Regions from separate parts of the Mus musculus genome. Here all the other regions are linked to region 1. The links are chromatin contacts, called in public promoter capture Hi-C maps. All regions are on one chromosome and are shown on one strand. The core of a region is the stretch at or near the end of the contact, and the rest is flanking DNA. Distances in the headings are between cores, read along the strand shown. Region 1 holds the start of Mat2b (methionine adenosyltransferase II, beta). Region 2 has its middle 37 kb from the start of Fabp6. Region 3 overlaps Ccnjl (cyclin J-like). Region 4 holds the start of Ccnjl (cyclin J-like). Region 5 has its middle 20 kb from the start of C1qtnf2. Region 6 has its middle 18 kb from the start of Slu7. Region 7 has its middle 11 kb from the start of Mir146.

The links. Promoter capture Hi-C pulls out the DNA fragments that hold promoters and counts their contacts.
Region 2: a contact with region 1 is called in a promoter capture Hi-C map of liver, with 5 times the contacts expected there. The contact joins the enhancer-like site here to the promoter of Mat2b in region 1. A contact is called at or near these places in 4 of 39 promoter capture datasets (the C10 cell line, embryonic stem cells, hippocampal neurons and 1 more), 4 of 115 datasets of contacts at active chromatin or transcription factors (astrocytes, embryonic stem cells, large pre-B cells and 1 more) and 1 of 9 other capture datasets (embryonic stem cells).
Region 3: a contact with region 1 is called in a promoter capture Hi-C map of cranial neural crest. The contact joins the enhancer-like site here to the promoter of Mat2b in region 1. A contact is called at or near these places in 6 of 39 promoter capture datasets (cranial neural crest, hippocampal neurons, liver and 2 more) and 4 of 115 datasets of contacts at active chromatin or transcription factors (astrocytes, embryonic forebrain, embryonic stem cells and 1 more).
Region 4: a contact with region 1 is called in a promoter capture Hi-C map of pre-B cells, with 5 times the contacts expected there. The contact joins the promoter of Ccnjl here to the promoter of Mat2b in region 1. A contact is called at or near these places in 8 of 39 promoter capture datasets (cranial neural crest, embryonic stem cells, hippocampal neurons and 5 more), 1 of 484 Hi-C or Micro-C datasets (the HL-1 cell line), 5 of 115 datasets of contacts at active chromatin or transcription factors (astrocytes, cardiomyocytes, embryonic stem cells and 1 more) and 1 of 9 other capture datasets (embryonic stem cells).
Region 5: a promoter capture Hi-C map of hippocampal neurons shows a contact between it and region 1, with 9 times the contacts expected there. The contact joins the enhancer-like site here to the promoter of Mat2b in region 1. A contact is called at or near these places in 5 of 39 promoter capture datasets (cranial neural crest, hippocampal neurons, liver and 2 more), 3 of 115 datasets of contacts at active chromatin or transcription factors (astrocytes, embryonic forebrain and embryonic midbrain) and 1 of 9 other capture datasets (adipose tissue).
Region 6: a promoter capture Hi-C map of the HPC-7 cell line shows a contact between it and region 1. The contact joins the enhancer-like site here to the promoter of Mat2b in region 1. A contact is called at or near these places in 11 of 39 promoter capture datasets (the 3T3-L1 cell line, 3T3-L1-derived adipocytes, the HPC-7 cell line and 8 more), 2 of 484 Hi-C or Micro-C datasets (the G1E-ER4 cell line and LSK cells), 13 of 115 datasets of contacts at active chromatin or transcription factors (the SCID.adh cell line, acute myeloid leukemia, differentiating embryonic stem cells and 8 more) and 2 of 9 other capture datasets (adipose tissue and embryonic stem cells).
Region 7: a promoter capture Hi-C map of pre-B cells shows a contact between it and region 1, with 21 times the contacts expected there. The contact joins the enhancer-like site here to the promoter of Mat2b in region 1. A contact is called at or near these places in 10 of 39 promoter capture datasets (the C10 cell line, cranial neural crest, embryonic stem cells and 6 more), 3 of 484 Hi-C or Micro-C datasets (B cells, Th1 cells and group 2 innate lymphoid cells), 4 of 115 datasets of contacts at active chromatin or transcription factors (large pre-B cells, memory CD8 T cells and stem cell-derived neural progenitor cells) and 1 of 9 other capture datasets (liver).

What each region holds. Positions count from the first base shown.
Region 1 is chr11:40,691,120-40,694,293 of GRCm38.p6, reverse strand. Mat2b (methionine adenosyltransferase II, beta) reads left to right here and starts at 1,612. Exons shown (of 7, transcript NM_134017.2): 1 at 1,612-1,816. The coding sequence starts at 1,754.
Region 2 is chr11:43,637,136-43,640,309 of GRCm38.p6, reverse strand. No RefSeq gene overlaps it. Among named protein-coding and RNA genes, the nearest start is that of Fabp6, 37 kb to the right of the region's middle. Within about 2 kb of position 1,644, at least 4 of the 459 cell types and tissues checked have an H3K27ac peak or open chromatin away from gene starts, as enhancers often do. A contact at or near this core is called in liver, where this site is marked.
Region 3 is chr11:43,568,987-43,572,160 of GRCm38.p6, reverse strand. All of the region lies in intron 3 of Ccnjl (cyclin J-like), which reads right to left. Among named protein-coding and RNA genes, the nearest start is that of Fabp6, 31 kb to the left of the region's middle. Within about 2 kb of position 1,505, at least 72 of the 459 cell types and tissues checked have an H3K27ac peak or open chromatin away from gene starts, as enhancers often do.
Region 4 is chr11:43,527,319-43,530,492 of GRCm38.p6, reverse strand. It overlaps Ccnjl (cyclin J-like), which reads right to left and starts at 1,744. Exons shown (of 6, transcript NM_001045530.2): 1 at 1,526-1,744; 2 at 1,034-1,138. The coding sequence starts at 1,096.
Region 5 is chr11:43,492,740-43,495,913 of GRCm38.p6, reverse strand. No RefSeq gene overlaps it. Among named protein-coding and RNA genes, the nearest start is that of C1qtnf2, 20 kb to the right of the region's middle. Within about 2 kb of position 1,668, at least 52 of the 459 cell types and tissues checked have an H3K27ac peak or open chromatin away from gene starts, as enhancers often do. A contact at or near this core is called in hippocampal neurons, where this site is marked.
Region 6 is chr11:43,450,444-43,453,617 of GRCm38.p6, reverse strand. No RefSeq gene overlaps it. Among named protein-coding and RNA genes, the nearest start is that of Slu7, 18 kb to the right of the region's middle. Within about 2 kb of position 1,452, at least 17 of the 459 cell types and tissues checked have an H3K27ac peak or open chromatin away from gene starts, as enhancers often do. A contact at or near this core is called in the HPC-7 cell line, where this site is marked.
Region 7 is chr11:43,383,963-43,387,136 of GRCm38.p6, reverse strand. No RefSeq gene overlaps it. Among named protein-coding and RNA genes, the nearest start is that of Mir146, 11 kb to the right of the region's middle. Within about 2 kb of position 1,621, at least 295 of the 459 cell types and tissues checked have an H3K27ac peak or open chromatin away from gene starts, as enhancers often do. A contact at or near this core is called in B cells, Th1 cells, group 2 innate lymphoid cells and 5 more, where this site is marked.

The DNA of each region.
Region 1 (3,174 bases), core at 363-2,862:
CACTCTCTTCACAAGGTTGCTCTGAGAATCACACTAATTGTGGAAAATTTTGAGTCTTCCTATTGAGTACATTTTATGATCCCCTCTAGGAAGCAAACTACACACACATCAACCAGAAACTTGAAATATTCTCACTTTTAATTAGGATGAGGGATCTTGGATTTGTCCCTCCCTCGGACTTCTAATTATTATTATAATTTAGTGTTGGGATAGCTAGCCCTTTTAATAACCATAAGACCCGGATTATAAAAAAAAAATTCGAAAAGTAGGGAGCCTTAGGCTGCCTTTGTTTGCTCTTCCAAAGAGTGAGGGAATAAATTCTTTAGTGGGGGGGGGTGGGGTGGGGGGGTGGGAGAAAAACTATCACCTGACTGAGGAAAACTTTTCCCAAGGGGCAGCTTAATCCTTAGTCTAAAAATAAACCAAAAGGATTCTGAAAATGAGGCCTTTGGGGGTAATTCAGGCAGTGGTCACGTTTTGGGGCGAGTTTTGAAATCCCTTATCGTGGGTGTCTGGATGGGAATAGATTGTTGGGTAGAGAGTGGGCGGAGAAAAAGTGTGCCCGGGCTTTTTTTCAGGGTAAATTTCACTGGCTTGCCTGTTGCTGTGCTTCGGAGCTTGTAACCTGCAGGTTACAGTTGAGAGCTGAGTCAGACCCTGCGAGCTGTTGTTTCTGATTAACTTTTGAACAACCACACAGGGCTGGAAGGAGCGCCTGGCATTCCGCCCTTCCTTGGCTCCCTCATTTTAAGTCTTAGCAGCTCCTCCTTGGCTTGGCTCCAGCAGCCCCGGGCGTCGTCGTCCCCTAAGTGAAGCCTCCAAAGGGCAGCCAGGACGCCTGTTAAATCTACTTAAAAGTTGACTGGGCTTGTTAGCACAGTTGAGTTTCTCCTGTGGTTCTGCGGGGGGGGAAATACGAAGAACCTGCCTTTTAGAAAGTAACATTCTCTCCCACACCTTTTTATTTTTAATTAGCTAAAAATAAACAGTTTTCAAACTTCACAGCATTTTTTTTTTAGCATTCCAGAAAAACATAGCTTTCAGGGATGTTAATGACTCTGAGCACAGTCCTATTTTTATTCTTTCTTCTTGCCTTAAAGGACGAACCGCACCTTGCCTAGGTTGGTTGTTCACTCCTGTAACCCTTTGATGCCTTTGGACAAGGAAACTAGAGAGGATCAGAAATTGCAGGTCTTTCTCTGAGCCCAAGGCCAGCCTGAGGTTCGGACTGCCTAAAACCAACTCAGTCCAGCCTTAGCTCTGTGTTCACGGGACAACCCTTACCTTCTTGCCTCCTAACTTTACAGATGTTTTAGTCTATTTTCTATAATACATGCTTGGTTGACTCCTAGGCATTTCGCAGTCTGCAAACCTAGGCGAATCGATTCCTTACCCTTCACTAAGAAGGAATAAGTAGGAGAGATTTTAAAAAAACAAACAAAAAAGCCAACACTCTTAAACCCAAGGAAGCCTGCATCCATCGCTTGGCACCAGTGCCTGCGTTCTAACGCTCTATCTCCTTAAGAACTGGCACATGGGCTGACAGCGTCCCTTGAGGTTCCGCCCCTTTTTGAACGCGTGGCGAGAGGCGGCCAATCAACAGGCGCGGCCAGGGCGGCGGAAGCCGGAAGCGGCAGCCGGGGTCGGCCTGGGCCTAGGGGAGGAGGGCCAAGGGCGCGGGCGCTGCGGCCCCTGGCAGTGCTGCGCTAGTGGAGCTTGCGGTCGCGACTGAAGCGGCGCAAAGACTGCGGGCATGGTGGGCCGGGAGAAGGAGCTCTCCATCCACTTCGTCCCCGGCTGCTGCCAGCTGGTGGAGGTGAGCTTCGGGGCATGGAGCCGGGGTGGCGCCTTTGAGTTTGTTTACCTCTCTCCCTGTAGGGCTGCGCTCACGCCCGCTGCAGCCCGGGGAGCGCGGAGGTGGAGACTCCCGGTGCCTCCCGCCGCCTCCCGCGGGCTGGCTCCCGTTTCAGTAGTCATCATCTTTGTTTTGTGTTCCTGGATCTTTAAGGACAGGGGGAGAGTGACTTTCCATAAATGGCGGTGTCGGCGGGGTCAACTTGGTGAATTCATAGTTTGCACGGGGCGGGTTCCTTGAGGCACTTTTAAGGCTGTCAGGATTTCCGACTGTGCGGTGCTGTGAACGCTCAGGCTCCCTGGTAGGCAGACGGGCACCGCCTCGAGTTTATTCAGGAAGGTTTGAGCAGGAATTCCAGTGTTGGGCTTTTAGCTTCTACGTTTTCTGAACCGCTGTATTTTGCGTGGTGGAAGACTGCTGAAAGAAATTGCATGTCTGGTAAACTTCCCCCAGCATGTTTCCAAGTCTGGTCCACGGTCCCGTGTTTCAAGCCCGTTAAGTACTTACTGACCTACAGAATGTATCCAGCACAGTCGATGAACTAATGTGTCTTGCTGATATAAAAACGCCTAGGATGTGGCCAGTTTTTTTTTTTTTTTTAATGCAAACTTTTAATTTGGGGGAGGGTCCTGTGCTTGCTAGAGTTACTAGAGATAAGGGAGTCCCTATTGAGATGAGGGATTCTTGTTAAGAGTATACCGCCATAAGATTAGGCTATTATTAGGTGAACCTGTAGCGCCTTTTCTTAATTGGCGATTGACTTGGGAGGACGGAGCCCCTGGGCTGTTATAGTCCTGAGTTGTTTAGGAAAGCTGGCTGAGGAATTAAGCAGTTTTCACAAGGCCTGTGTGAGCTCCTGCCTCCAGGGTCTTGTCCTAACTTCCTTCAGGGGCGAACAGTGATGTGGAAATGGTAAGCTAAGTACCTCCTGCCAAACAATGCTTTGATGTTTTCACACAGCAATAGAAACCCAAACTAGAACTCAGTATGTGTTGTCCAGGCTGGCCTTGGACTCAGATGCTTCTGCCTCGAGGAGTGCTGGGATTGAAGATCTGAGCCACCACAACCAGTTGATAATGGGAAATTTTTACATTTGCGTGATGCACATTCAATATTATCTCCAAATGGCTGGGCCTTAGCCAAAGTTCGAATGTATTTGCAGTTCCAGACTGGTGACGGCATGTGACCAAAGGTGTGTGCGTATGAGCATGTATTCGTGTAGGCTTAATGCATTTCCCCAGTTCAGTAAAAGAAAAGTAGAGAGTGGTAAACTGAGTGTGCTAACTCATGTCTGTAATCTCAGTACTCAGGAAGTTTGT
Region 2 (3,174 bases), core at 395-2,894, 2.9 Mb before region 1:
ATCGTGGTGCACGCCTTTAATCCCAGATCTTGGGAGGCAGAGGCAGGCGGATTTTTGAGTTCGAGGCCAGCCTGGTCTACAGAGTTACAGAGTGAGTTCCAGGACAGCCAGGGTTTCACAGAGAAACCCTGTCTCGAAAACCAAAAAAAAAAAAAAAAAAAAAAAGATTTATTCTTAAGTGTCTGAATGTCTTTGCCTAAATGTACATATGTATACTATATGTGTGCAGATGCCTTTGGAGGCTAGAGAGGGCATGCCTTGGAAATGGAGTTATAGACAGTGTGTATATGCTGGGTGGGGCCTGAACGTGTATTCACGGTAAGAGCAGGAGGCACTCTTACCAACTAACCTGTTTCCTCAGCCCCGTAATAACCTCTCACATGGTTCTGCGAACTCCTGTGGGTACCTGGTTAAACTTGGGTTTTGTTTGGGATTTTGCTTTGTTTCTCCTGATAAGTCTGTCTCTTGTCAGTTTAATTTGCAGTTCCCAAACGCTAAGCATAAGAGAGTAGAGCATGGACTGGAGAGGTGGCTCAGTGGTTATGAAAGATCCACAGCGTGAGGACTCCCCCATGTTCTGACTCAGGAGAGGTGACACCCCAAATCACTCAACAGAAGGGGTCTTGATGCAAACTGCAAGAGGACTTTTATTCCAGTCACACTCTGGGGCCCACAGTCCTACACTACACAGGGGTAGAGGACCATGACGTCCTGAGTAGCTGGGAGAGGGGGTATTTAAAGGAAAAGAACCACAACCCAAGGGGATAGGGAGGGCATTATTGGAAAATACCGAGAATACCAGAGAAAAATCACAAGGGAGTACCAAAAATCACAAGGGGAAACTCGCTACTTCTCAAGATTGTTCTCAGGATTTTAATCTAACTTTTGTGGTCAGCCAGGTCCTGGAACAGGGTCACTGAACCGGCTTGTGTAATTACCTGTTCTGTGGTCAGCCAGTTCTCAGAACAGGCTGCTTCAGGGATCAACTATTTTTCTTTCTTAGCTCCAACGTGGTCTAGGGGGCCAAACTTAAATTTTCTACCTTACAGTTAAGAGCTCTTGTAGCTCTCTCAGAGACTCTGGCTTCAGTTCTCAGTACTCACATGACAGCCCACAACCACCTGTAACTCCAGTTCCAGAGAATCACAGACATGCATGTGATAAGCATACATCCAGACAAGATGCTCAGAAGCAAAAATAAAATAAAATAAAATAAAATAAAATAAAATAAAAATAGAGAGTAAAGACAATTTTTTCCTTTTAGCTATCTGAACAAAAAAATTTTCTTCTCACAGACTGAGACATTCCACACAAACTGTGGCTTTCTCTATGATTTACTAAATATTAATTTTTTTGTCCTTTTCCGTTTCAGAGATATGGTCTTACCAGGTCTCTAACTCCAAGAGAGATCTGCCCAGTGCTGACTCCTGAGTGCTGAGATTATAATCCATAGGCCACCATATCTAGATAGATTACACCTTTTGGGAGCTGGAGCGATGGCTCAGCAGGTAAATCACCTGTCACACAATTTTGAGGACTTTAGTTCAAATTCCCAAATTCATGTAAAGCCAGGAATAATAGCACACAGTGTTCCTACAGTGTAGGAGGCAGACAGGAGAATTCCTGGAAACTCAAAGTCCACTAGGCTGGTGTGCACGACAGCAAACAGCGACTACCTCAAACTACCTCATGAACACATGAGTGGTGTGACTTCTTTGTACTCCTTTTTTTCCTTAAATGTTAATGTTGAGACAGGATCTTGCTAAAAATCTGCAGGCTGACATTGAATTTGTGAGTCTCCTGCCTCAGCCTGCCAGGGTATCTGCAACTACCAACCTGTACCACAAGGCTCAGTTGAAGGTTAATAAATGGCCCAGCCAGAAGCAGAAGGCAGGAATGCTTGACCCTCGTAGTGCCTTTCCTTTATTCACCATCACCATTTCCTGTCCTCAGAGGCTGCTGAGGGCTCATGCGTGAGGAAGTAGGGAATATCCAGGAGGTGTATACCAATGGCTTGCTTAGTATCTTCTTTTATTTAGTTTAGTTTTTCAAAACAGGGTTTCTCTGTGTAGCCCTGGCTGTCCTAGAACTCACTCTGTAGACCAGGCTGGCCTCAGACTCACAAAGATCTACCTATCAATGTCTTTGTTGGGACTAAAGGCATGCTTCACGACCACCCAGCCACTTCCTTATTTTGATAGCATCAATTTTTTAAATTGTTATTATTATTGTTATTATTATATCATTATTATGGTGATGTGTTTTGTTTTTGTTTTTGTTTTTGTTTTGTTTTGTTTTGTTTGAAACAGGGTCTCCCGATGTCCCTTGTACAACTCTACTTTTTTCAGGTCTGTTTTCACAGCAATGACTAAATATGTCTAACACATCCCTCTTCTCCTCTTTCCTTCTCTAAATGGCTCCATCCCTTTTTCTTTGGCCTGCAGAACCAGTCACTGACTGTGTGGACTTCCCGGTTTCAAGGATGGCCTTGGGATGAAGGGAATGTGGATAGATAGGTCAAATGGCCGCCCTGAGTCCCATATGGTGCCTCAACAGAGATCCGGAGCCCAGCAGCCACACAGTTATATTTCTCTCGGAATTTCTAATAAAGGTAAGCTGCCCCTTTCCTTCCACTAGCTCTTGCACAACTGGAAGCTTCTACAGCTGGAACTACTACAAGAAAAAGCTTGGGCTGGAGAGATGGCTCAGCAATTAAGAGCTCTGACTGCTCTTCTAGAGGTCCTGAGTTCATTTCCCAGCAACCACATGGTGCCTCATAACCATCTGTTATGGGATCCGATGCCCTTTTCTGGAGTGTCTGAAAACAGCTACAATGTACTCATATACATAAAAAACAAATATTAAAGAAAAAGCTTGCGCTGGAAAGATAGCTCAGCCGTTGAGAATACTTGCTCTTTCAGAGTTCAATTTCCTAAACCCACATCAGGCAACCTATAACTGCTTGTAACTCCAGCTCCGGGAGATCTGACACCTACTTCTGGCCTCTGAGGGCACCCACACATGTGCAAATACTATCCCCATAAGATATACTAAAACGAATAAAATAAGCCAGGTCATGGTGGCACACACCATTAATCCCAGCACTTGAGAAGCAGAGGCAGGAGGATCTCTGTGAATCTGAGGACAGCCTGGTCTACAGAGCAAGTTCCAGGA
Region 3 (3,174 bases), core at 256-2,755, 2.9 Mb before region 1:
GAGAGAGTTTCTGGAAGACACCCTCCCTTGAGGCTCAAGTTTCCTATGCCCACTTAGTTACCTTCGTGTGAATTTGAGCAGTTAAGCTGATGGCTCACAGGGCAGCGGAGAAGGCTCAAGGGACATCCCAGGGAATATACCAGACAAAGGAACCCCTGACACTCGGGGTGTGCCCGTCAGCGGTAGCAGCTGCTGCTGTATTATTTCCAGAATATGATATTTATTTTATTTTATTTTTTTGTACCAGGGAGTCCTGTCAGTTGGGCACAGATGAGCTGCTAGTGTGGTAGCTAATGTCAGAAGATATTTTCTTCTTAAAAGTAATAGAAATCGTTCCAACACAGGGCACCTTCAGCTTCATCCCACTGCGCAGGCTGTACTGGGTTGGGAGAGTGGAAGCTGCAGTCCCAGCCTCCTTCCTTATCTATGGCACCTTGAACTCGGCCAGTTGGTAATTACAATGCCCAGAGGATAGAACTGAGACAGAGAGCAGTGTTGGCTCTGAATCTTTCCCCAGATCTCATGTCTCCTCAGGGATGGGGTTGCTTCCATCCAGTGGTTAGCACACAAGACAGAGAGAGAATCTGTCCACCAAGCTGTCATTTATGGGAGGTGGATTCTTGGTTTTTTGCTGCGCCCCACTTGCTATGCAGTAGGCACTCTCCCTCTCTGCCCCCCAACCTGGCTACCCTGCATCCAAGAAGGATCAACCCTGGCTGCTCGCTTCACATCTGCTATGAAAACCACCAGAGAGCAGAGAGCAGCTTCTGGCCTAAGGATGGTACTCAGCAGATAGCTTTGTTTTGTTTTTGTTTGTTTGTTTGTTTTTCATAAATGAGCAAATGGTTTTAAAGTCTAGAACTTTCTATATCACAAGCATGAACCTCATATACATGGTCCCAAGGCAACCCACAGTTTTTGAGGATGACTGTGGGTGTAGGTTTCCCATAGGCCTGGGTGTGAGGCCAACTGCAGCCTCTTCCTGTCTAGTCACCACCCTGAGCTCCACAAACACTTTCCTCTTCCATTTCCCTTATGCTGATGAGCGATGGGATTCCAGGGCTTTTCTAGGGAAAACTGTGTGATCAACAGGAAGCTGCTCTTTCTATGAACAATAGAATTTAAATAAAAAGTGTGGCAGACTACCAAGATACATTCAGGTGAAGGTATCCTTCACCTGAAAACCACACAAAAACCACACACACACACACACACACACACACACACACACACACACACAGCCAACACCAGCCTTTTTGTTGTTAATGGTGGCAGTTAGGGAGGGTACTTCCTACTCTTTCCCCAAGGCAGGGAACAAGAAGTCTCTTTCCAGGAACTGGGACACAGATGGAGCAATATGGCTGAAAAGCTGATCAGACACTAGCCCAGAAACCACTTGAGGACATCATTCTGAAGACACTGTTCACCACATAGCATAGCACAGCAGTCAGGACACACTGAAGACATGCACACTACAAGACCTTAGAGCCTCAGCCAGGTCACTGCCATATACTCTGGGCTTAGTCTCAGCCTCTTGGGCCTATGCTTTCTGGCCCTGGCCTGTGACATGGGAATAATGAGATGAGTTGAGGTGGCATGCTGGGTTCGTGTACAGGGAATGGAGCTCTTTCTAGATCCTGCTTCATCCAGAATTTGCAGCATCCTCAGTTATAGGTACAAGGATGGATTTCTGGATATACCTTGATAAAGAGTCAGAGAGCCAGGGACAAAGAGAAAAAGGGCCCTCTACATCAGTGTTCTGTGCTCTGTGGGAAAGAAAGGCAGCTGTGACAGCCACAGAGCTTGGGGACCAGGCAGCCCCCAACCCCACTGTTCCTATGGGCCTGCTGCAGCTGGGTACAAGATCTCTGGTCTCTGGGAAGATGTTGAAACTAGGATCATCCTGGAGGGACAAACTTTCAGTACCACGGTCCTTGAGCTTTGGAGCTTTGAGCTCATCTGGCATGAAGGTGGACTTGAGACCCCTGCCTGGCTGGACTGCCTCCTCCCTTAATAACAAAGAGAAAGCTCCCTTCCTCTTCCTCATCTCTCTGAAGAGCAAAGGCACTCAGTCGATGGCTGTCTCCAGTGTGTGCTTACGGCAGGCAGGATAAATAATGCATGAATGGACCTACGGACGGACAGACGGACGGATGGGTGGAGGAATGAGAGCCAGCACACTTCCGATGGCCGGAATCAATTCCTGAGGCCCGTTTAGGGCGGAGCCGAGAGGCTGTGAGTATCTGTTTTCCTCAAGAGGAAATTGTGGAAATGCCTCCCAGGGTTGGTGGTGGCATCTGGCCAGTTGGGTCACACACAGGCTTCCCTTCTCACTGCGAGGACGTCGCTGCCTCAGGATGCAGAAATAGGAATGATGACTTCATAGGGTAGCCTGAGCCAATCCCTGGTTCCATTGTGTCCCACTTTATAAGTGACCTAAATAACTCTAGGGACTGAAATCCAGGATTATGCGATAGGAGACATTTGTCACATGCGTGGCTGGCACCAGGGCGAGGGTGGGGTAAGGGCTTTGTGTGGGAGAGCAGGGTCCTGGCATGAATCAAGCTCCTTTAGTGACTGCTGAGTATAACGCCCATTCCCACTCACACGGGCTGGGTCTGATGGGGCTTCTGGTACCGAACAACAGCAAACCAAGTTGCAGGGCCAAAGGTGTAGAAACCAGAGGCCCTGGATCTTTTGTTCCAACCTCTGCTGGGAGCAGAAACAAGGAACAAGAGAGGCAACACGGCCACTGCTATGAGTTACGGAGAGCCACTTCCTGACACAGGGACAGTCCTGAGGGCTGACACAATCTTTCAGTCAATGTGGGTCTTTGGCTCAGGAAGGGGAGGACTGGGGAGCCTGCACAACCTGTCTGCTGACCTGTGTCTTCCTGGTACCACCAAGCACAGAGGTGAATGGCAAAGGCTGCAGCTGTGAGCCCAGACCTACCAGGCCATTTCAAGTCACCTGCTTGGTCCCCCTTTCTTCTGTCCTTTTTAGAAAAGTTCCTGATGTCTTGAGCCTTGGTTTCTACCTCTGTTTAAGTAGGGAAATAGCGACTATCTCCTTAGGATTTGTTTGGGAATTAACTGAGTAACAATGTATAAAAATTAGAAAGCTTCACATAGCACATAAACTCTCAACAATCAGTAGTGATTCCATTTACCACAC
Region 4 (3,174 bases), core at 495-2,994, 2.8 Mb before region 1:
ATCTTCTGTATCCTTCCAACATCCTGAAATCGGATGCCCACCAGCCTCTAGTACTTTGTTACAGTAGCTCTGCTTCCATTCACACCAAGTCTCCAAACAATCCTTCCCAGCCCAGGTACAGGAAGAAAGAGGCAAAGCCTTCATTCAGTCCTCTGGGTTTTCCCAGTTTCCCAGTGGCCAACAGCAGCCTCAGCAACAGGAGGTGAACTGAGAGGGGGATCAAGTTTCAGCCAGCCCACCTTCTACCACAGGAGGCCAACTGGCAGGGGAGTTTGTGTTTTCTCCCTTAGCTTTCTAGTCTGCAACCTCTTTCGGTTAAGGCTAGTGTGTCTTTTCTTTCTCTCGTTTTGAGACAAAGTGTCCCACTGTGTAGCCCTGTGCTTCCTGGAGCTCCTCCTGACGCTTCAGTTGACCTTGAACTTGTGGAGATCCTTCTGCTGTCTCCACAGTGCTAGGACTGCCCCCAGGCCAGACTTTTAAATTTCATTCAGTTCCTGCCTTAACAATGAATTCCCACCATCTACCTAATATTTCTTTACACCGAACTGTAACTTTACTACGTTTGCATAGATTTATTTAGGCATCTGCTTTACCACTGAGCTATGCACTAGTCTAGTAATTATATTTTAAAAGAAATTGCTACAACATCATTACAATGATAGGGAAAATCAGCATTATGTATAGTAGGTGGTATTATGTGTCTTTGAATTACACACTGTAATGGATACACAGTATTTTTTTTTTAATCCATTCTTGTACCATGTAAAGTAACCTCGGGAGGAAATCCAATGGGATACGAACTATTCTTCATTTAGGTGGCTGGTGAAAAACCGACTTCAAGTTCTTGGATCTCCAGGTCCTTTGCCTGGAAGAAGACCACACTCCCCATGAAGGTAAAAGAGCAGGCGCACAAATAAAAGGGCACCAAGAGTGCTGAGTTCCCATGCGGGGCATCCTGAAGACACCCACAGGAGACCGAAAGTGACTTTAAATACCCAGTCCTTGCGAGTGACAAGGGCGGGGAGGAACTGACCTTCTCGCGCAGAGTGCAGTGTACGTCCGAGGCGACGCGCCCTTCCCACCACGGCTCATCCATCACCGCCGCAGTTATGAAGCTACCGGGATCTCGGGGCGCACCCTGCGAGGACACCAGGAGCTTCAGCGATCGGAGACTCTTCCTTCACCCTGCCCTCAGTGACCCTGATCCTCCTCGGTCCCTGTCCCAGTCCGGGACGGGCGCCCCCTCCTGCCCTGCACCGTGGAGCTGGCTGTCGCCCGCTGTCCTGAAGAGCCAGCAGTGTCCCCGCTCCCCTCCCTCCGCCCGCCCAACCTGGGGCTATCTGGAACTGTGTGCAACAACTTGCAGAATATCCAATGTGCCCCTCTGCAAAAGTTGCAAAGTTGCGGGCTGTAGTAGCTCTCCCAGGGCTGGCTGGGTCACTGGCTCAGAGTCCCCAACTCCTCCCCCGCCGCCTAGCCTTTGTCCTGCTCGCACATCCTGCCCTCGAGCCGGGGCCAGACTCACGCATCGCTGTCCCGGCGTGGGGGGCCGCGGGTGGTGGGTCCCTTCCCGCACCGGGTACGTAGTGCCCTCCGATGGCCGCCCGGTCCCTGGCCTCGCGTGCTCGCGACCGCTGCCTCTGCAGCCCGTCCCGCCCGGCCACCGGCGCGCCCCTGCGTGCGCTCGGTCCCGCCGCGGCTCGCAGTTCGGGCCGCCGGGGGCCTCCCTCCCTCGCTCGGGGAATTGGGGGCCGGGCCTCGCGCATGCGCCGCCAGCACCCCGCGCCCCGCGGGGCGGGGGGCTGGGAATGGCAGTCTTTCTTTCCCCGGCGCTGAGCTGCGCTTCCTGCCCACCCTCCTCCCTCGCCCGGGCAGAAAGCTAGGCTTCACCTTCCCTGGGACTCTGGGGGCGATCCCCAGTGACCCTGCCCCCTTGATCCTGGAGCGCGGGGGACGCGGCGCCACCTGCGTGTGCCGCGCGTGGATCCAGCGGCCAGGACGCCCCCAGAAAGTTCTGACTTCCGCATGCGCTGCTCCTGCCAACCTGCAGACGCTTCCACCTGTCTTTCTTTCTTTTTCAGCCTGCCCTGCGATGGGGAGGTAGATTTTCAAACAATTCCCACAGGAGCCCCAGAGAAGACACCCTTGGATACGCACGAGTTCCTCTTTATAAAGAGGGCTCAGTGAGTATCTTATTGTACTCTTAAGCGTGCATCCATGCTGAGCATTGCAGGGAAACAGTCCTTGTGGCAGGTTGCGGGATAGAAAGCCCTTTTAATTTACTTGTTTTCAGAAAGGCATTTTCTGGAGCCTGCAGTATAATGGCATAACATCCTGCTGTGCTGATTTTTGTGAGCCCTTTGGTGATCCCACTAACTTAAAATCAAGTCCACCAACTACCTGGGTGTTTTTGTTCACCCAGTGTCTTAACCACTTAGAGCTTGGCTTTAGGTAATAGAGGGATACAAACTACAATAATCTGCTGGGGATACATTATGATTAAATGAGAAAGGACACGAAAGAGGATTACCACTAGGCCCGTTAGAAAGTCACCAGTCAATAAATAATTACACGAAAAAGACTTTAGTTTCTGCCTAGTTTTCTACAAGATAGATATTTGTTGTGGTTTGAGACATGGTTTTTCTGTGTAGCCCCAGCTGTCCTGGGACTTGCTCTGTAGACCAGGCTGGCCTTGAACTTGGCGATCTGAGGGAGGTCTTGTAGGACTACAGAGTCCTGTGAGCTGGGACTAAAGGTGTGTGCCACCATCATCAAGCCGCAAGTAAAATTTTACGGGTTAAAAATACAATTTAGTTTTGAAAGGCTACTATAGTACTGCATACCTGCGACATTAGCACTCAGAAGGCTGTCTGTAGCTTAAGGGTTAGGAGTTCAAGGGCAGCCTGAGTTACACAGAAGTTTGAACCCTGTCTAGGCTGAGGGTTTTTTGTTTTGTTTTGTTTTGTTTTTCTATGTTTTTTTTTTTAGCTTTGATGAACTTGTACTGAAAAGAAGTTTTAGCATTTATGAGCCCTCATAAAAATTTAAAAAATACCTGAGATTAAACAAATGTGATATATATGCAATCATGTATGCATATCTTTAGATCAATGTGACCTAAGACCTTCATGAAGAATCAGATGCAAAGCATGGACAGGCAGGCCATCAAAGAAA
Region 5 (3,174 bases), core at 419-2,918, 2.8 Mb before region 1:
TTAGCCAAGGGATGGTGGGTCAGCTGAGAAGATGGCCCGCTCTCTGGGTGAATGCCTTAGTCTTTGATCTCAGAGACCTCCATGTGCAGCTCTGCTTGTGTAGTAAATGACTCACCCTAGGAAACCATGCTGGAGGGTTGCCAGCCTCAGCGGGAAGATTCTGTGTGAGGCAGACACAAGAAGCTGGCTGTGGTGATGACGGCATCAGCTCTGATCTTGTCTTTAAATTAGCACTAATGTGAGGGGAAAAAATTAGGAAGTAGATGAAGAATGTCTTAAATGTGGGGTGGGGGAGGGTGTGGCATTTTCCCTGAGCTATCTGTGGCCTTTTCTGGAAAGTTCTTTTTAGGCTTCTGTTTCTACAGCAGGGAAAGGGTATAGCTCTTGAAGAGTGAGGGAGCTACACTAACGTAGGGTCTCCTGTCATCAGACCCATGTGCAAGGAGCTGGGTCTGTGACTCTCAGACTATGGAATCAGAGGGTCCCAAGGAGAGGCGAGCCACTGCTCTGAAAGCCTGGGTAGGTTGTGGTACCAAATGGCTTCAAAGGTCTGACCTGAGACCCCCTCGGAACCAACTCTATCCTACTCAGAAACTTGTCAAAGCCTAGACAGTTCTGGTTTATCAGGCTCCTCCCGCTGGGAAGCATGGGGTAGACAGACCTGCTCACAGGGGCCCCCTATCTGTGGTCTCTGCTTCCCCGTGTCTATGAAGTGAGGTTGGTGGTCTTGGAAGCTGCTGACAATAGTGTGAACTGTGGAGCAGTCCGCACACATCAAAGGCGGCCTGCTGCCAGTGTTCAGTAAACGTTGCCGCCATTTCTAGTGTAGCTCAGGAGATTTGACAGTGATTTGTTATAACAGAAGTCTTCACTGAGGGGTGGGAAGATGGCTCAGTGTGTAAAAGCATTGGCCAGAAAAGCAGGTTAGGGGCAGAAAAGGCCCTAAATACAGATTTTCCCCAAACTCACATACAAGCCTGGCATGCATGAACACAAGTCTGTCACTCTAGTTCTATTGGGGACAGAGACAGGAGGATTGCTGGGGATTGTCAGTCATCAGCAGAGATCCAAGTTCAGTGACAGATTCGGACTCAAGGGAATAAGATGAGAAATGGTAAATCAGGACACCCGCTATTTTTCTCTGGCCTCAGTGTGTGCATGCGTGTACACACACACACACACACACACACACACACACACACACACACACGTCTTCAGTAGAAGCAGAGGCCTGAGTGTGGAGATTTAGACGCTGGCTGATTCCCTCAGCAATGCTACTCATTGTGCGTGTGTTGTCGTCCTTTCCTGACTGCTTTGAAGAGAGAGAGAGATCAACATTTGATGCCTACATTGGTCCTGAGATCTTCTGGCCCAGCCGTTCATTTTGCTGAAGTCACAAACGTTATCACCCAAACCACACAGGGGACCCCAAGACACTCAGGACTGGACCCCGTTCTTGCTTAACAAGAGCTGGTACTCCTGCCCCATCTCAGGCTGGTCTCTGACACAAACAGGGAGCTCAAAACTCTGTCCCAAGTGCAGATGTCTGGAAAAGGTGAGACTGATTTTATTCCTTTTCTTTCTTTTTCTTTTTTCCCAGCACAAGATCACAGCCACCCTAGAACCCTGGCCTGAGACTCTCCCTTTTGTCTTGGGCTCTGAGGCTAGGAAACTGTCTGCTGCAGAGGCCTGCTGGTTTTTCCAGCCCCCTGTGGCTTATTGGAGGTTTGTGCGGTAGGTGTGCTCCCTCTAGTGGCACAAGTAAGAATTACATGCAGCCCGGAAGCCGTTTCTTCCTATTATGGTGGGGGTGAAGAGTGGGGTGGGGATAGGAGAGAGTGGGTTGGGGCTGGGGGGCTGGGGAGCTGGGGAGGCTGGGGGGGTGGTTGTCAAGCCTCCAATGTAACTTTGATGCATTCTGTACTTGTAGAACCGACTCGCCCCCACCCCCGCACTGTCTCTCCTTTACCTCACCCTAATTCCAGCCCTGTCAATCCCAACTTTGACTTTTGCTCTTTGTTTTTGTATTAATCTTGATTTACTAACATTCTCTATTAAAATATTATCTGTATATATTATTGAGTCTTTGGTCATCTTTTAAAATTTGTGTCTGAGATGGGTGTCAGACTTCTCCCCTGCCATAATTTTGATCATCAACCTGCAGAGGAAAAGCCCTTATGTAAACGGAGTACAACACGCACTTGCCAGGGGAGACCTAAGGTCTGTCTGTCAGTGTGGGCTGGAAGCTCTCTGCACTGTCATGATCAGAGGTGGGGTTCTCCAGGCTGCTTCAGAAGGGGGTAGCTGCCCTTCAAAGAATGCACTGAACTGGGGTCTGGTGGCACAGGCCTTAATCCCAGCAGGCGGACTTCTTTGAGTTCCAGGCCAGCCCAGTTGACAGAGCAAGTTCCAGGACAGCAGGACTGCACAGAGAAACCCTGTCTCGAAAACCGTGAGGCGGGAAGCTGCTTTTCAAAGAGTGTATTGAAGGAGAGAGAGCCTTTGGATTAAAGGCTCACCAAGTTCTAGGTCTTCTTCAGTACCTACATAAAGGGAAGACCGCAAACAGGCCCAGCTTCTCAAGGCATTCAAGAAGCCACAGACAGGACTAGGAACGAGGGTCTTACCATGTAGCCCTAGCTAGCCTGGCATTTGTTATGTAGATCAGGCTATCCTCCAACTCACAGAGATTCACCTGCCTCTGCCTCCTGAGTGCTGGGATTCTCATCATCATGCCTGGTTTAAAAAAAATTTTTTTTTTAGAGAAAGGAAAAGAAAAAACTGTTTACAAATGAAGGTGCCAGTCCATCTCAGAGGCTGACCCTTCTGCGGGGACCCCGGGCAGAACCCCTGCCCACCTGTTGATCTGTTTGGGCCACAGAGTACTGCCTGGTTTCTAGACACTTACCCACCCCATTGCATTTGTGGTGGACTCAGTGAGAATGATTAAATAAACCTTATTTTGTTAGCACTGGGCCCACGCTTCCCAGGACCAGCCCATGCCCTACCTGTTGTTCCATGAGTATCCACCAGGGGGCAGTGAGCGCAAGCTGCTTGAATGTTTGACCCTATCAGATAGGAAAATCTCTAAGCGTTGATCATGGGCTTACCGCATTCTGGCATGGAGGCTTCTTTAGCCCTGTATTCTGAAAACACCTGACCAGGGTAGACTCA
Region 6 (3,174 bases), core at 203-2,702, 2.8 Mb before region 1:
TGCATTTTTAAAAAAGTCATAATTAAGCAAATAAAATATGACTTTTTTGGGGGAAAACAAAAAGGTTCTATAGAGAAAACCTTTCCAAGTGTTTGATTGTAGAGTGGAGAAAACTGAGGCCCAGAAGAAGTAAGAGCTGCCCCAAACCATGTAACAAAACTGGAATGGAACCTTCCCCATTACTCAGTCCTAATATTGGAAGGCAGAGGAAGTGGGCTCTGGATGGTTTGTGATGGGAAGTTGCCTCCAACACAGGGAACGTGCGGCCTCAAGGAGTGGAGCGGGAGCAGTGAGTATGGCTGCGTTTAGCAGCTGGAACAACGGAACGGGGATCTTTCCCCTTTGACTGTTGGCTGCAGTTCCTGGAAGATTTAGACACATCCTGGGCATCTAGCACGGACGGCATCTTCCGCCCTTATTCCAGGGAAAGTACCGGGGCTGAATCTGGTTAGCCAAGAACAGACCAGAAGGACTGGCAGGCCGGGAAGGAAAGTGTCTCATGCAAAATAAAGACACTATGATGAAAGTCAGCAAATGAACCAACGAATGTTGGGCAGGTCAAAAGAGACAATCAATTGGCCAGTCATCGTCGTCATCATCGTCATCGTCGTCATCATCACCATTATTTTGGTTTTGTGAGACAGAGTTTCTCTGGAGTTACAGGTGGTTGTGAGCCTACTCCTGTGAATGCTGAGAACTGAACTTGGATCTTCTGTATGACTGTATATGCTCGGCTCAGGGAGTAGCACTATTAGAAGATGTGGCCCTGTTGGAGTAGGTGTGTCACTGTGGGTGTGGGCTTTAAGATCCTTATCCTAGCTGCCTGGAAGTCAGTATTCTGCTAGCAGCCTTCAGCTAAAGATGTAGAACTCTCAGCTACCCTGCCTATCTGGGCCCTACCATGTTCCCACCTTGATGATAATGGATTGAACCTCTGAGCCTATAAGCTAGACCAATTAAATGTTGTCCTTATAAGAGTTGCCTTGGTCGTGGTGTCTGCTCACGGCAGTAAAACCCTAAGACACTCTGTAAGAGCAATACATACACTTAAATGCTGAGCCCTGTCTTCAGCCCCTAATACCTTTTCTATAAATGTTTAATGTTAACATATCTCAGAAGTTTGTGTCCACCCAAACCTGCAGATAGTGAGTGACACCTACTGGTTACAATCTATCATTATCTGTCTGAACTAATTTAAGAAAGAAGTCAGAAAAGACCACATATGGTTGATCTGTGCCAAGATGGATATTATTATGGAAAGTTTGTACATGTGTTTTTTGTTTGTTTGTGTGAGTGTCACATATGCAGGCCATCTTATTTATACTTTATACTCTAGTCACTTGAAACCTTTGAACTGTCTTAGACAAGTACATCTAAGGAAATGTGTGATGTGGAGATATCGGGTGAAGGAATAGGGGCAGGAGAAGCAGCCGGGGTTGGTGCACTCTGGGTACTGGGCTCTCCTCTCATCTTACCACAGGAGTGTCTTCAGAGTCTGTGTGGTGAGGTGCAGGAAACCCTCAGCAGGCTTTACTGACTTTGAGCACTGACATAATTCTAAAAATGGGCTGTACTTAGGTATTTCTCAGGATTGTCGCATCTGCAGCATGGGAGAGACAGGAGTAGACACTGAGGTTAACTCCAGAGAGTAAATCTAGAAGGCAAGTGTTATGCAGGACACTCTGCCCTTCTACTGCATTCCTTCATAATCCACAGTGGTGTTGGGAACTCATCAGCTTCCTGGTAACAACCCTCACAGAGAAGGGAGGGGCCACTGTCAGTTTGTCCTTAAGGATGGGTGTTGTGGAAATTATTTAATCCCAATCCAGGGTTTCTACCCTGCCTTTGACCATTTAGTTCCCAGATAGCACACACACACACACACACACACACACACACACACACACACACACACACACATTACTTATATTTGCAAGAAGCTTAAAACGGCACAAGAGCTGGGCAGATGCCTACTCTCTATGCTATTGGACTCTACTTTCCTATCAATAACCTGAGTTACTACTTACTGTTTCATCTGGGCTGCTCTTAACTCCAAAAGGCCAGAACTCAGGGCCACCTTTTAATGACTCACTCAACCCATGGCAGGCTTCTCCTCCTTCCTTCCTCTTTTCTCCCCGACTTCTCCTCTCTCTTCATGGTCCTCTTCTGACCCCCAGCCAGGGAATCCTAAGCCTGCCTACCTCTCTTCTGCCCAGCTATTGGCTGTCGGCATCTTTATTTACCAGTCAGAAAATAACACGGGGGCAAAGTCACATAGTGAGTACATGAGGACTCCTCTTCTGACCCTCAGCCAGGGAATCCTAAACCCTGAGCAGCTATTGGCTGTCGGCATCTTAATTTACCAGTCAGAAATAATTTGGGGGCAACTTCACAGGGTGTCTACATGAGGACTCTTGTTTCTTGGGCAACCAGACTTAAGGAACCAACATTAGCATTCATATAGAAGCACCATCAGGCCAACCCACTACAGGTGGGAGGACCTCTCTCTTCTTGGCTCAGTTCCTAACCTATCAGACCATATTTAATGTTCGGGTGTTTATTTAATTTTTTTAAAGTAATTTGGTTAGATCTTTCTTTCTTTCTTTCTTTCTTTCTTTCTTTCTTTCTTTCTTTCTTTCTTTCTTTCTTTCTTTCTTCCTTCCTTCCTTCCTTCCTTCCTTCCTTCCTTCCTTCCTTTCATGGATAACCACGAAGGTCGGCAGAACAGGAACTCCTCTGTGCTCTCTCTCCCTTTTACATTGTTACTGCACAAATGCCATTAGTGGCTGCCGTCACCCACGCCATAGTCTCAGCAAGCTGAATGCCCACTGTAAGAGGGCTGGCTTTGAGATCTTCTAGAATTAGTTGTTCGATGTCCAGGCTCATTTTGTCAATTCTGAAATGGATCACACCGTCTGACAAAGGTACTTCTGAGCTTCTTCTGGTCATCTGGGCCCCAAAAGATTTGTGCTGTTTCTGACTTGTGTTATTTCAAATGCACAAGATTTGATGATTTTTTTTTCAACAGTGGTAATGAGGATACTTCTCCTTGGCACATAAATGTCCAAATTAATATGATGCTTGGGATAAGGTGCTCTCAAGTGATCCAAGTGTTTTTGACTGTGCTTCAGGCCTGTGGAGATTATGTCCGCGAATACCATTGCAGTGTTTGTT
Region 7 (3,174 bases), core at 372-2,871, 2.7 Mb before region 1:
TCCGGTGGCAAAAGGAAGGCGATGGGAAACCCGTGCAGCTAGCAGCAAAGAGTTACACATCTGGCTCTGAGCGTCCTCCTGACTGCTTCTGAAAGCCACAGTGAAGGAACCTAGGTGTTGAGAAGGAGACACTGGGTTGCAGGAGTTAGCAATGTCAAGCCGGGTAGTGGAACCATCAGCAGACACTGGCCAGGCTAGAGCTCCCACCGATGATTCCATTTAAATCCGTGTCTGTCCACTCCCCAGCCCCCGCTCCCAATGGCTCCAAATGGTTTCAGCATTTTTAAAATAAGGTTGTCACTGACATGCCGTAGCTTTTGGCCTTTTATAGACAGCTTCACAAGTAGGTCTCTTCTACCTTAACTTTCTGGTTACCAGGATGCTTCATCTCTTCCATACACCCAGGATTTCAGGGAATGCTAAATTTGGCTTAGAGTCTACTCCGATACCTGGAGCTATGCCTCTACTACACCAAGGAAGCCCCTTTCCAGGGTGTAGAACTCCATGAGTGGGGGTATGAGGTAACATATGGGGACATTAGAGACCTGGAGACAACACACATCCTTTCTAACCCCAGCTCTGCTAATTTCGGGGTGACCATGGGCAAGCATCTTTTAGATCCCCCATTTCCTTACTTATAGCCCAGGGATTAAGAATAGTAACTACATGTGTGTGTGTGTGTGTTGTTGTGGTGGTGAGGATTAAATAGGGCGTTGTGTCTGACTTTCAATGATGCTCAACAAATATTTCCTTTCCAAAAAGCTAGGTGTAAGAGAAGTTTAAACAAAGTGTTACTACCCCAGCAAGATGAGCAATGGTTACCATCTGGAGAGTTCAGGGCAGCAACCATCTTGACCTGTCTCTTTTCTGCCTGTGGGTAATTTCCCAGGGTGGCTATTTTTATTTATCTTGACTGGGAATTTGAACTTTGTCATTGCACATTCCAAAGACCCTGTAAGGGTTTTCTGACTTGGGGATACAAGCAGCGAAGGGTACCCACGGAAGGATTCTGTGACCTCAGGCAAGACCCCTAACCACACCAAAGATTAAAACCCTGGAGTCGGGAAAGATCTTGTTTGTGAAGCACTTGTTAGAGTGCCTGCCTGCCGTCTGGTGGGACCTCATTAAAATGTAGAGGTTGCTGCTGCCATCAACAGAGACAGGGACTGCCCTTCTGCAGATGGATGCTTGGGAACGAATGGATTTCTGAGCGTCCTTCCTGCCTGCCAGGTCCACATTCACTTTAAGCTGTCAGTTCGTAGTTGAAAGCACCTCTTTGTTCCCCTGCGGAGCCAATCCAGGACCGTGTGTCTGAAGCTAGGCACAAATCTTTCCCCTCAATCCCCTCCCTGCCTCCTGCCCCTCTCCAGAGGCCAATTCTTTCTCTTTTAAAATACCCGGACACAGGCTACTCTATCTATCTATCTATCTATCTATCTATCTATCTATCTATCTATCTATCTATCTATCCATCCGAATGTTAAATTGAGGTTTTTGGTCGAAACTCTGCCTACGCCTACTTGAAAAGCCAACAGGCTCGTTGGGCAGCCGACAAAGCTCTCGGGATTTCCCCACAGGCTAGGGAGAGTACAGACAGGAAGCCAGGGACCCAGCGCCTGACCAGCACTTCCTCAGGGGAGGCTGGAGCTTACTCCGTCTTGCAACGAACTCTCTAGAACGTGCAGGCTATTCTAGCTGTAGTCAGCAGCCCGCCTGGTTAAGAGAGGGTCCCTGCGGGCATCTGCATGGGTCTAGACTCTGCTGGCTTTAAGGTGGGAGCTGCTGGCTTCTGCCCTAAGATGCTGACACAGCCTGGCTGGGCTGGAACCTTCTATTCCGGCTCAGCCGCTTCCTCCCTAGCTGCCACGAGGAGGGAATTGAGAAGGGACTTTCCAGAGAGAGTTAGCTCGCTGGGTGCGGAATGGAATAAAAGCATATGCAAATTGGCCTGTGAGTTCCTTCCTCTGCCCCAGTGAGCCAAGAGAAAGATGCTCTTCTGGAAGGCTCTTGGCATCTCTCTTCTCTCCCTGGATGGCGGCAGCGGGGGTCCATTGGAGTGGTAAAACCAGCCAGGCAGCCACAGCAAGGGGGTGGGTGCTGCGGAAGCAGCAAAATGAGGAGGGGTGGGGAGAAGAAGGAAAGCCACATTGGAAAAGATAGGTAAACTGGGATTTGAGCACACGGAGAATTGGGGTTAGAAAAATAGTCCTTGCCAGCTGATTTACTATGCACCTATCTGTTGTCTGAGAGTCAGCCAGCTTTTGTACAGTGGATTATTGCAGAGCGAATGGCGCATTAAAGATATAATCAAGATGTTCAATGCTTAGTGAGTGACACTAGAGTTAAAGTAGGTGAGACTTTTGTCATGGGCTGTAAATATAAAAATGTCAGTGGCTTAGAAATATTTCCAGTAATATAGTTAAAGCATGGGTCTATTTCTGAAAGGAAGATAATTTTAGCCTTTTGTAACTTTCGGGTGGGATGGCAATATGGGTGATACAGTAAGGTGCTTCCTTAAATCCTGGTATTGTGGCTCCTATCTGGCAAGTCATCAATTTTCTTTTAGTGACAGTAATAAAAAATATTACATTGTCCAATATGGAGTGTAGGGGGTGCATGGGAATTATGACATACAACTTTGTTTATTGTATGGCTGTTCTTGGTTTCCTTCAGTCTTGTCTGTAGAAGGAATTTTTTATCTTTCAAAAGCATTGTTTTCTGTTAAACTTGACTTGTATTTTAATTGACATTAATGTAAATTTTCTCTCATGAAACCCATGGGCCTCAGAATTATTTATTACAGTGCTTTCTTCACATTTGAGGTATTTCCAGTCAATATTGTTTTATTCATCTGTTCCTATTCAACTTTGCTTTTTGTCTCAGCCTTTTCTGGTTGCTGATATTTTGTTCTCTAGTTCCTGGTATTGTATTGCACTTTTGAGCAGAATCAACGTTATTGTTATTATTAATTATTATTAATAATATTATTAATCTCACTCCTGTCCTTATTCACTGCTTGCGTTGGATAAGCACCTAGAATCCTGTGTGGAAACTCAGAGGGAGTAACGGAGGTTGAATCTCTGGCTGGGGTCTGCTCAGACTGCATTTGCTTGTGTTGTTGGAGGTTAAGGGATTCAGATACTAGAAGGAAAGCCCAGGCAGGGGATGGCATGA